Regions from separate parts of the Mus musculus genome. Here all the other regions are linked to region 4. A link is a contact called in public ChIA-PET and HiChIP or PLAC-seq data. All regions are on one chromosome and are shown on one strand. Each heading gives the region's core, a stretch centred on a gene start, on an enhancer-like site or on the middle of the called end of the contact. The rest is flanking DNA. Distances are from core to core; before and after follow the strand shown.

The links. HiChIP or PLAC-seq counts read pairs in DNA pulled down with a chosen protein or histone mark. ChIA-PET counts read pairs in DNA pulled down with a chosen protein or histone mark.
Region 1: a contact with region 4 is called in a CTCF HiChIP or PLAC-seq map of CD8 T cells, with 5 read pairs. The contact joins two enhancer-like sites. A contact is called at or near these places in 2 of 15 datasets of contacts at CTCF or cohesin (CD8 T cells and large pre-B cells) and 3 of 9 other capture datasets (adipose tissue, liver and pancreatic islet).
Region 2: a contact with region 4 is called in an RNA polymerase II ChIA-PET map of effector CD8 T cells, with 63 read pairs. The contact joins two enhancer-like sites. A contact is called at or near these places in 8 of 39 promoter capture datasets (the 3T3-L1 cell line, 3T3-L1-derived adipocytes, the HPC-7 cell line and 3 more), 2 of 15 datasets of contacts at CTCF or cohesin (both in the NIH/3T3 cell line), 4 of 484 Hi-C or Micro-C datasets (the AML12 cell line, bone marrow-derived macrophages, embryonic fibroblasts and 1 more), 8 of 115 datasets of contacts at active chromatin or transcription factors (the 230-238 cell line, the HPC-7 cell line, bone marrow-derived macrophages and 5 more) and 3 of 9 other capture datasets (adipose tissue, embryonic stem cells and pancreatic islet).
Region 3: an RNA polymerase II ChIA-PET map of memory CD8 T cells shows a contact between it and region 4, with 71 read pairs. The contact joins the promoter of Gtf3c3 here to the enhancer-like site in region 4. A contact is called at or near these places in 2 of 39 promoter capture datasets (the 3T3-L1 cell line and pre-B cells), 3 of 484 Hi-C or Micro-C datasets (3T3-L1-derived adipocytes, the C10 cell line and myocytes), 2 of 115 datasets of contacts at active chromatin or transcription factors (effector CD8 T cells and memory CD8 T cells) and 3 of 9 other capture datasets (adipose tissue, liver and pancreatic islet).

The regions. Positions count from the first base shown.
Region 1 is chr1:54,798,278-54,801,242 of GRCm38.p6, forward strand. All of the region lies in intron 2 of Ankrd44 (ankyrin repeat domain 44), which reads right to left. Among named protein-coding and RNA genes, the nearest start is that of 4930444A19Rik, 120 kb to the left of the region's middle. Within about 2 kb of position 1,329, at least 56 of the 459 cell types and tissues checked have an H3K27ac peak or open chromatin away from gene starts, as enhancers often do. A contact at or near this core is called in CD8 T cells, where this site is marked.
Region 2 is chr1:54,905,866-54,908,811 of GRCm38.p6, forward strand. The region is part of intron 1 of Ankrd44 (ankyrin repeat domain 44); the gene reads right to left. Among named protein-coding and RNA genes, the nearest start is that of Ankrd44, 19 kb to the right of the region's middle. Within about 2 kb of position 1,411, at least 75 of the 459 cell types and tissues checked have an H3K27ac peak or open chromatin away from gene starts, as enhancers often do. A contact at or near this core is called in effector CD8 T cells and memory CD8 T cells, where this site is marked.
Region 3 is chr1:54,437,479-54,440,413 of GRCm38.p6, forward strand. It overlaps Gtf3c3 (general transcription factor IIIC, polypeptide 3), which reads right to left and starts at 1,548. Exons shown (of 18, transcript NM_001033194.3): 1 at 1,335-1,548; 2 at 354-465. The coding sequence starts at 1,436.
Region 4 is chr1:54,659,494-54,662,268 of GRCm38.p6, forward strand. It overlaps Ankrd44 (ankyrin repeat domain 44), which reads right to left. Exons shown (of 28, transcript NM_001081433.3): 21 at 1,508-1,724. Among named protein-coding and RNA genes, the nearest start is that of 4930444A19Rik, 21 kb to the right of the region's middle. Within about 2 kb of position 1,373, at least 28 of the 459 cell types and tissues checked have an H3K27ac peak or open chromatin away from gene starts, as enhancers often do. A contact at or near this core is called in CD8 T cells, effector CD8 T cells and memory CD8 T cells, where this site is marked.

The sequences.
Region 1 (2,965 bases), core at 79-2,578, 140 kb after region 4:
CACCCACAAGGGGCCTTTCCCCCTTGATCACTAATTGAGAAAATACCTTACAGCTGGATCTCATGGAGGCATTTCCTCAACTGAAGCTCCTTCCTCTGTGATAACTCCAGCTGTGTCAAGTTGACACAAAACCAGCCAGTACAACCCACTAGCACCAATGCCAGACAACCCTATGCACATAGAGAGACACATGGGACGAGAGAAGACCCATGTCCTCCAGAAGGAAAGCAGATGAACACTCCATTCTCTGAATAGCCAGAGCCACACAGTGCCAGCTGGGCTCTGAGCTAAGTGTGCAATATGGCAGAGATGGTCAGCAGAGGAAGTTCCCAAGTTGTCTGTTTACCACGAAGAAGCAGATGAAAGAAAAGGAGGAAGTTGAAGTATGAGCACACAGTGAGCTTGATATGGCCAGGCCCTTCTGGAAGCTGAAGACACTGTTAGACAAGCAGTAGGAGGGGTACCCCACGCCTCTGTCTTGAAGAATTGCTTATCCTGTACTTTGGGAATCCTTGGCTGAAAGGGCATTATTTTCTTCCCATTCTAAATATCTGTCATACAACAAACAAGTCTCTTCCCTAGGTATGACTAATTTGCACACCAATGCACACACTGGAGCAATATTAGAGGTTGAGTTGTCTCTTCAATTCTAACTTCCACTAAAGATCAAAGATGCTGGAGAATAACTGACAACTTGGGTCCAACTAGCTTAACTTGATATGAATAGAGATTGCCTGAGACAAGCAGATGTCTGAAGAAGCACGTAATAGGTACCTTGGAGAGATTTCAATCATGTGAAGAAAAGAGACTTGGATTTAAATTTTTTAAAAAAGCATAAAATGGTAAGGAAGCTGAGTCTTGAGGTTAGGAACTGGAAGGCTATAAAACAAAACAAAACAAGTAAAACAGAAAAAACAGAAAGAAAAGAAAAAAGGAAACAAATATCAACCTTTTTCCAAAATGGGTGTGTTTATTTTTCGACTGAACTCCACATAAATACCGAGAGGTATTTATGTAACAGGCCAACATATGCCCACCAGCAAACTCAAACACGGTAAACCCGTGTCTGCTTCAGAAGCCCTGTTTGAAAAGTATCTCTAGAGTTAAAATTCCACAGCTCAGCTCAACAAAGCAAACCTTACAGAAGACAGAAGACATGAGAAAGACACACACAGAGATAGAGAGAGAGAGAGAGAGAGAGAGAGAGAGAGAGAGAGAGAGAGACACAGACAGACAGACAGACAGATTGATTTCAGTTCTCCCCCTAAGTGGTGCTGTAGTGTGGGTTTTCACATACTCCCCTCTGTGTGTGCTCATGAGGCATTCTCTAGGGCAGAGCCCAAGGACAGGAAGCTCTAGACACAGAGGAATACACACATTTCTTTTATTAGGTGTTGCCAAATACATTCCAAAAGTAGTTTGCCAGCCCCACAAATCAAACAGATCTTACAGACATAAGATTCTACTCAATGGCTGGGAAAAAGACATTTGTCTCAGCATCCCACGGAGTAGTCTCCAAAACAGATTACATTCTAAGAGTCAGAGCAAGTCTTAACAAATAGAAAATAAATCAAATCATTTTTTTAGCTTATCAGATCACATAAAAATATGACTCAAGGCATAGATACTTGGGATGGCTGCAGGACAGTCAGTACATTGAAGAGGGAGGAAATTAAACTGTCTAGAATCAAATGAAAATGAGGGTACAACTGAGCAGGACTATGAGGGTACAGCTATGGCAACTTTAAGAGGAAAGTCTTTAGCCGTAAGCCCTTACGTTACAGAGATGTAAGTAAATGACTCAGCAATTCACTCTGAAGCCCTGGAGAGGGAGGAAAAAAAAAGAGAGAGAGAGGCTGAGCCAAACCCCAAATCAAGGCAGAAATTAACGAACTAGAGTAAAAAGGTAATACAAAGATTCGGTTAAATAAAGATTCACATCTTTGAAATGTTAGAGCCAACAAACACTTAGCAAAATAACCAAAGGAATAGACAAGAACCAAGGTATTAAAGTTAGAAAGAAAAGGGGGACATTAGCCTTACAGTCGTAATATGGTATATAATGAAATAAGTGGACTAAAAATACTGCATTTTTAAAGAAAGAACATTACAACAGATGCCAGTGAAAATCCAGAGAATCATAAGGGAGTAGTGCAGAACACTGTATTCAAAAATTCTTGAAAATCTAGAAGTGGATAAATTCCTAGACACACAGAACCAACCAAAATTGAATCAAGAGAATATAAGTAACTTAAGCAGATCTATAACAAGAAATGAGACTGAAACTGTAACAGCATCTCCAACTCCAATGAAGATATCCCATTCAGGTCTGAGAGCTACAAAGGCTCTCACTCTCTGCTCATTGTCCAGTGGTGGGTCTCTTTGCTAATCCCCATCTGCTACAAAGGTGAGGGCTGAGTGACACATTGATCTATGGGTATAGGAATATGTCCTTAGGAGTCATTTTATTGCTATGTTCCTCAAGCAGAATAATAGTGACAGGTCTAGGGCCCATGTGCTATCTGATTCTCAGGCTCTTGGCCACGTTAGCAGGTTTAGATATGTGTTTCATCTCATGAAGTAGATCTTAAATCCAAAGAAAGACCTGGAAACAGATAACTTCTACAGACCTTTAAAGGAGAACTTAATGCTGATTAAAATTAGGCAGGAGACCTGAACAGGTATATCATCAAAGAAGATATACAGAGAGCAAATAAGCACATGAAAAATGTTCAACACCATTCATTCTTAGATTAAAATCATGTTAAGTGTTCATTAAGATTGTTGACAGTGAAATGACTAATAATACCATGTGTTGGTATCACATGGTCGGTAGAGGAACCCAACTATCATATACTGCCGGTGGAACCAGTACAACCACTTGGGAAAACAGCTTGACAATTTCTTAAAGATTGGACCATACAATCTAAGCACTCAGTCTTGAGATTTCCCCCAAGAAATAAAA
Region 2 (2,946 bases), core at 161-2,660, 250 kb after region 4:
ACTTGACCAGTTCCTACTTAATCAACAGACTCCCGGGCAGCCTAACAGCAAGTGACTGCAGCAATGAGCCCGGGACTGGTGGGAAGGGGGCCGGGCAGAGCCGGGCAGAAACAAGGCTGGAAGCAAAGCAGCGGCTGGTGCTAAGGGGCTAGGTGCACTAAGGTGTAAAGCACTAAGACTCCGAGAGCCAGTAGAGAAATACAAAAATAATCAGTGGTGAGTGGCAATGATGATAAAACACACCAATTCTGCACCATGCTCTGTCTGCATTCAGAATGGGCACCCAGATAGATCCGAACTTATTTCCTATCTCTATAAAGGGAAGAGGGGCTCTCCTCACACTCAGGCCACAGCCATGGTCTCAGTTTTAATTGCCCTGAGGACCCCTCTACCCATCTTCTCTTCCCTGAGCGGATATGTAGGTCACCAACCAGCAAGTGGATCAAATCTCCTAGGTAGAGACCTTCGACCTTGGGAACGTTTAGAGCAGATACAGGTGCTGCAAGATGGAGCGGACATTGAAGAACGCCACCGATGCTAAGGAAAGAGCCCCTGCCCACATGCAGTTCTCATGTGCATTTTGTGCAGTCAGCAATTCTGTTTTCTCCACAGCCTTCAAAATGTCAGCTTCTCATGTCAAGCAGTATGAGTACGTCAGGCGAAGCGGAGGCTTTCTTATGGTTTCAGGCTGGTAGTATTTCAGAACCACATGATTGCAGGGCTGAGCTCAGCAGGGCTGTACTGGAGAGCAGATTGCATATCCCTCATGCTGCCCACATTTCAGAGACTGATAAAATATTGTCCCTGGGGATTATAAGAGGAAGAAAAAAAAATGACAGCACATCCCCCTCTAAGGAACAAGCCCGTGGGTGATCGTACTAAATGCCAGGGAACCCACTGGAGCACCAAAATGGTCAGATGGAATTGGAAGAAAGCCTAAGAGGCCATTCATTCTCTACGTCCAGTGAGACTCTGAGTCCTAAAACACACTGTGCACATACGCACACAAACACACACATACCTGAAGTCTCCTCGGCTTCTCAATCACAACGCAAACCCCAAGTCCCTTAGTGGGTTTCAGGGGCCTCCATTAACTGGCCACCAAGCAAGTAATTGCCAGGTGAGAAAAATCAACTTGGGCCCCAGAAGGCCAAGTGCAGTGTACACTCGGGAAACAGGCAAAGGAGACAGATTAGTATGGGAGAAATCAGATACTCACTCCTCCCTGTCCACCAATAATCCATACCAAAAGGGGTTCGGGTACAACAAGGGCAAATGCAGCTGAGATGTGGAAAGCGCGCATCTAACAAAAGCACAAAGGGTTCGTTAAAAAGCCGTCTCCCTCCCTCCCCCCAGCCACCAAATGCTCTGCAAGAAAAGCCACAGCCCAGCCCGTGCTTGCTCGCTCGCTCGCTCGGCACATCTGGTTTCAGTTACCTGTGCCCAAACTGCAGCTCTCAGAGAAACAGAGCTCGAGCTGACTCCATGGTTTAAGATCTGTCAGAACAGCTTATATGGAGATGGAGGGACAGAGTGTGGAAGCCTTGAGCAACAATATTTCTGGTCATCACGTGACCCCTCACAGATGACATTTTGGAGTCAGATGGCACTGCTAAACTTGGTCACTGGAAAAGTAAAAGCCACCTAGGGAGACCATGATCACTTCATAGATAAACCCAGTTACCCACTCGGGTCAACCACTAGTCAGCATGAACATCTCACAAATTCATGCCACTTCACGAGATGGCCACATGCTTTCCCTGCCACGGTGCACCATAGCCCCTCAGACCACACTCAAACATGTTAAAAGTCAGAAACCCTCCCATGCCAGACTCCAAATCCTACTCTTGCCAGATAGACCAAAAAGCTGTCACACCTGACACGGCTCCCAGACTTTCCTCTGTCTATTCACTGTTCCTAAAACAGTTGCACATAGAAATGTGGTATCTTTTTAAAGTTACTTTAGTGCCAAGTGTGGTGGTGCACACTCACAATCACAATGAAAGCAGAGATCATGACTTCAAGATGACTGTGAGCTGCACAGCACACCCAGATCAAACTGAACCCACAAGACAATAATCTACCTAGTAATCTCAGTGACTTCGTTACATTAATTAATTACGCTCTGTAAAAAGCTACCCTTTGCCGGGTGTGGTGGCGCACGCCTTTAATCCCAGAACTGCACTCGAGAGGCAGAGGCAGGCGGATTTCTGATGTTGGAGCCCACAGCTGACTCTGGCTGTGTCCAACAAAATGTGACAAATCATTGACCTGAGCGCTTTTTCTTTAGCCACAACTCATTCATTGCCCCATCCTTTTAATATTTGGGTTTCTGGTTCAACAGAAGCCATGAAAATACTTCATAGTATGGTAATATTATACAATTGCATATTGTCTATTTTATTCTAAACACTGGTGAATAATGGTCAGTAAATAATTTCCTAACTCCTAGATCATGAAATTTATTCTAAATAGGAATATCTTACTTTTTATGCTCTATGAGTACTTAACCCAATATTTAAGATATGCATTGATATGTTGTTAATAATCATTACAAACATAATACTAAAATTTATCACAATCATTTTACATGCATCACAACATGAATAAGAGCAGGTACTTGGAGGATTTGAAGGAAGGAAAAGGAAGAGGAACATGATGCAATTATAATCTAATTTTTAAAATTATTTTACAAAAATGCATCCCATCCAGTATTGTGGTCCATGCTTCTAATCCCAACACCCAGGAAGCTAGCTCAGGAAGATGACAGGTTCCAGGCCAGTCCAGGCTGTCCCATGCACATACACACAAAAGCACTACATTTGAAAAAAATTCAAGGGGAAAAAGAAACACTATAAAATTTGGACTACTGACAGGCACAACTACTGACAGGCACATCAAACCACAATAGTGTTTAGATTCCACTCCACTCCATACAATTTAAAC
Region 3 (2,935 bases), core at 298-2,797, 220 kb before region 4:
CTTGTACAATGATTTTTTTTTTAAAAAAATAAATATTATGCTACTTTGTAGCAAACACTGATAAACCAGGTGATAAAAATAGAATACTGAGCCAGGCAGTGGTGGCACACACCTTTAATCCCAGCACTTGGGAGGCAGAGGCAGAATTTCTGAGTTCGAGGCCAGCCTGGTCTACAGAGTGAGTTCCAGGACAGCCAGGGCTACACAGAAAAAGCCTGTCATGAAAAACAAACCAACAAACAAAAATAGAATGTTATTACAATAAACATAAAAGCAATAAAAAGTAAAAAGCAAATAGTGTTTTTATCAAATCATTTTACTTAAGTGCTCATTTAAAGCCAGCAGTAACATACCTTCATTGGCGTCTTTGTCCTGGGATTTGGCAGAGTCAATTCCTGATGAGGATGGAACTTCGGAGTCATCTGGGTTTTCTTTGGGTGATGATTTTCCTTTTTCCTGAACACTCTGTGATTGGGAATTAAACAGTTCCAAAAACTAATTCAGATTTAATTCTCTCAGCCTTGAATAGGGCATTTGCCTTATCTTTATAAAAGTTGACCCTCCCCTATGATACGTGGAATCTAAATTTGAATAGTTTCAAAGTGTTCCAATGTACTTAAGTCTTTAGTTTATGTAAGTCATTTGCAAATACAAGTGGAATGATTTTAAATATTTTAATGTCATCAATCTAAGACTTTAAATAAACCATAGGGTTCATAGAAGTCTATGAGTCAAGAAAGAAATCATTAGCTAACTTCAAAAGGGTCAAGAGATCTTTATGTTGGTCCCTTGGCCTTCAAACAAATGAGAAACTATTTAAAGTTCAGATCTTTATTAAAATTTGAAAAAGTAACAGATATCCTCACTATCTGGTTAGTTAGGTTTACTTTTATGTCTAAGAAAAAAAATTACACGGAGACTCCTCAAAAATAGGCGCACCAGGGGTGCATGTAGCTTTGCGATGGGGAGCTTTGTCCAGCAGGCTGGAGGCCCTGAAGTTTGATCCCCAAGACCCCTATACAGACCACAAAAACAAAAGGCCTGGTTCCCACCACCGTCACAACCTAGTTGCAAGATAGGTTTAGAACTAATCAGATCACCCTGTCTGGCTCATCGACTTAACAGGTATTAGGGGGTCGGGGGAGGTTAGCGCCCACCAAGGCTGGCTTTCGGGTGGGGAGATGTCTTTAGAGGCTCTGAGTACTCGGGTGGGAGTGAAAATCGGAAATTTTGGAAGAGGTGAAAGCTGCTGGATCCCGGGCCCACCCTGGGCAACCCACGACTCGGTTTCGGGGAAAACAAGACCGAGGAGCACCGGGGGCCCAGCGGCTCACTTTCTTCTCTCGGGTTTTTCTCTCTTCTCTCCGCCTTTCGAACTCTTCAAAGGAGATTTTCCCTTCCAGGTAGTCGATAAGTTCCGGGCTGAACCCCGACATGTCTGCAGGGCCGACGCTGCGCAGCGGGCCAGGGAAGCTGCAGCACTCCCAGGCTCTGTAGGACGCCTAGGAGAGACCGGACCAGCGTCCGCCCTAGAAACCTTCCCGGCCTGCGCCGCGGCCGCGCACTCTGGTTCCGCCTGCGCTCTAGGCCCCAGGCCTCTTCCCACAGGCAAGGGAGTGTCCAAATGCATCTTTCAAGCGCCAGACTCCCTTAAACTACCAGCTAGAGGAGCCTTTTTTTTTTTTAAAGATGTATGTATTAGTTTGTTTGTTTGCTTGCTTGCTTATTTTATGTATAGGAGTACACTGTCTTCAGACACACCAGAAGAAGGCATCAGATCCCATTACAGATGGCTGTGAGCCACAATGTGGTTGCTGGGAATTGTACTTAGGACCTCCGGAAGAGCAGTCAGTGTTCTTAACCACTGAACCATCTCTACAGGAGACTTTTGATCTGGGGATGCAGCACAGTGGCAGAGCGTTTGCCTGGGTTTCTATCTCTAATGTCAATCAACTTTTATGTCCCAAGTATTCATAAACTTTTTTGTTGTTGTTTTGTTTTGTTTTTTGTTTTTCGAGACAGGGTTTCTCTGTGTAGCCCTGGCTGTCCTGGAACTCACTTTGTAGACCAGGCTGGCCTCGAACTCAGAAATCCGCCTGCCTCTGCCTCCCGAGTGCTGGGATTAAAGGCGTGCCCCACCACGCTCGGCTGCTCTCAAACTTTTAAAGGGATTCTAACTCTTCCCATAGGGCGTCTACTGTATATCTGTTACATACATCTCTCAAAATAATCCTTAGGAACCTATGAGAGGAAAAAAAGGGAGAGGTGTGGGGAGGGTAATAGAACACTTGTAACATGAAAAAGGGCAACACCTGAAGTGGAAAGACTTGAGGTGGGACTTGAGGGGAGAGAGATGGAAGAGAGGGGTCAAAGTGAGTGAGTGAGAGAGAGAGAGAGAGAGAGAGAGAGGGAGAGAGAGAGAGAGAGAGATTATTTTCAACTCCTAGGAGCTCTTGTGATTTGCATTTTATCTTGTATTATAACTATTTCTTTTTCTAGAGACATTACCTATAAACATCAAAGACATTAGTTTATGTGTCATTATTATAAACCTGACTAACCTAATAACATGTATTCAAAACACATTTGTGAGTAAAGTTAGATGAAACTACAAGAGCCTTTGGAACTTTGGGCAAAGTTGAGCTCAGCATAGTCCTGGGTCCAAAGACGAGAGTCTATCTTTGATCATCTTTATGATAATCCAAGCTAAGGAGATCTGTAGCAGGGTTGCAGAATCAGAGGTCAAGACCTGCAAGAGCAGGACTACCAGATAGCAGAAAACTATCTCAGTCACTGCGTTTCTCCTGAGGAGGGATCTTACACAGGCGTGAAAACATACATGAGCAGACGGAGTGTGTTGATGTTATCCCCAGAAACAACTATGAGGATTACTCCCCTGAAGTCTTCAGGGAGTTGGGGAACTGTGCGGAAGACT
Region 4 (2,775 bases), core at 123-2,622:
ATGAAAACACAGGTAGTTTTAACTCAATGTAATTGAGCACAGAAACTCTTCCCAGAAAACATAATCACAATTTCCAAACTAAAAATCCTAGTGGAACTGAAATGCAAATATAAAGTTGCAGAAGTAGAGTTAGAAATATTCATATGAGATATCCATTCTCTTAGGGGGTAAGAGGTCTTCGTAAGGCTGATTATGGAGATACCACAAAATAGATTCAACCACACAAAACTTCAAAACATTTGCATGGCAAAAGGCATTCAAAACAAGGAACAGAGACACTCCCAACACACAATACAGAAGAGCCACATAGCCAAGGCACCCTGCTCTTACAGATGCAAGGGAAGAGGTAAGCGGTTCACCATGAGAAAGCAGGCATGGGTGAAAGGCCACATTCAGAAAGGGAACTATAGCCAATAAATTATATTATGAGATGCAAACTTAACCAAGAAAAAGTTACCAAAAATAAAGAAATACAATCACACTGGGCTGGCAAAGTTGTAGCAAAAATACTTTTATCACATTAGGGCAACCTTTTGTACAAAATATTATTCCTTAAAATTCTAAAAACATGCCTTTTATTTAAAAAATTCACTTCTGGATATTTAATGAGATTTTCATGTTATAATATGAATATGCACTGCTACAGTGTTTATGGTAGGAAAGAAACCCTAAAATTAACCTAAAAGTCCATCAGAGGGGGATCGGGTTGAATAAGCAAGTTCTAAGGAATGTGCATGCACGTGAATGTATGTGTGTGAGTGTGCATGCAGGTGTGCATGTGTGTAGCTATCAGTATATTACTATTAAAACTATGTATTGTGCATATGGTATCTAAGGATAGCCTGCAGTAGGATTTTAAGGGAGCACTAAGAAAAAAGGAAGAAAACTATGGGATGAGACTTGTGGTATAATTCCACTTAAAGAATATGCATATTTTTTATTTATAATCTCAGAGGAAAAATTATGAGACATGCATACAATTAGCACACATTTCTCTTTTGTTCCAAATAACTGAGATAAAAAATTTGAATATTCCAAGTAGCACACACAACAAAGCAAATGTGGAATGTGGATATTAAAAAAAAATACCAAAATCTAAACTACACATCTACTAGCGTTTATGAGTGACTCTACTGTATGTGAACTATACTGTATGCTGTTTTGTTTTTACCGTCATTGTTTTAATACTTCATGTGGTTCCTGGTTATCTGGTGCAGATCAGAAACTCTGATTACAGTTGCTCAAGTCCATTGGCGACTCTGATGAGGTGTCACAGGAAGAGGGAAACAAACTAAACCTTACTCAGCATCATGACAGCCACAGGGGTGGGGATGAGGGATGTTTAAAACAACATAAGACAGACACCAGTGTCTGGGTGCAGACACCAGTAACCACAGCATACAGCAGTGTTCTCACCTCCACTGAGGTCACAGAGGTGCGAGGCTAGAAAGTCTAGTATATGACATTCTACTCAGATGACATTCGACTCAGATGACATTCGACTCACCATTGTAACACGCCCAGTGCAGTGGCGTGTATCCCTGGTTGTCTTTGAGACAGCAGTCTTCTTCAGAAAGGGCAATCTGGAGCAATTCATTCAGCCATGTGGCGTGGCCCCGAGCAGCCGCATAGTGCAAGGGTGTCCTCCCTCTGGAATCTTTACAGAGGATTGATGCTTCTTGTTCCAGCAGCATTTGCACACATTCCTCATGTCCTGTCATAATCTGGCATGTTGCAATTAAAATGCAAGACAAAGCTCAGTTGTCTGGGGATAGAATTGTTGAGAGTAGAAGGCTTCCCCCACCTGGCCTAAGAGGTAGGAGGCAGAACAACCCTAGCAAAAATCCTTACCAGAAAAGCCCAGGAGAAGTATTTTGGAGCTCTCTCTCCAAACATAACTACGGATGGTATCATGATACCTTAGAAAATACTAGCTTCAGAATCAAGGAGGAATATGTTAAATCCTGGTTGTCCACCCCTGTCAGACACAAGTGAGTCGGCCTTTCTCTGACTCAGTATACTCACTATGAGAAGGCAGAGAAACAATGACCTCAGAGGTTGCCCAGTACTAAAGAGACAACACACTTACATTGTGCAGCGGGCACGGGGATGCATTCTGGGAATATCTCAGAGAGTCTGTACACAATGCTAGAAAGCACAGCCTATTCCCCTCTTAGGCTGCCCAAGAGAGCTGTTAAGCCTAAGCTAACATGCACAACACATTACCCTAATGGACATCATGGGGTCACAAGGGTTTGTGTATCTAAACAGCAAAGGTGCAGTAAAAGTTACACAAGAAAGGAATCGTCTTCAGCTCCATTCTAACCGTATGAGATCACTGCTGTATGCACAGGCTATCACTGACAGACATATATATGTGATGTCCCCTAGACTGCTGCATGGCCCAAAAGAAGTGCAAAGAAACCAGAACTGTGATTATGTTGATAATCATGGAAAATACTTTTAGTCACCAGCTAGGGTGCTTACATCACTTCTACATAGCAATTTTATAATTTTTACCTTTGTCTAGTTAGCCTATTTTTTTTTGTCCTTCAAAAATTAAATCAGCAGATGTGTAAAAAGACTTGGCCACAGGACACATAGATTGTCATCGTTTGCTGCTCCAAGCAACAGATATAGTGTGAATGTTCAACACCACTGAATTCATTCTGGCAGCTGCACACATGAGTATTATAAATTCTGCATACAAAATTATACAGAAGAATATTTTACGCCACGGAGAACGGTCCTTTATCTATACTAAGAAAAAGAGAG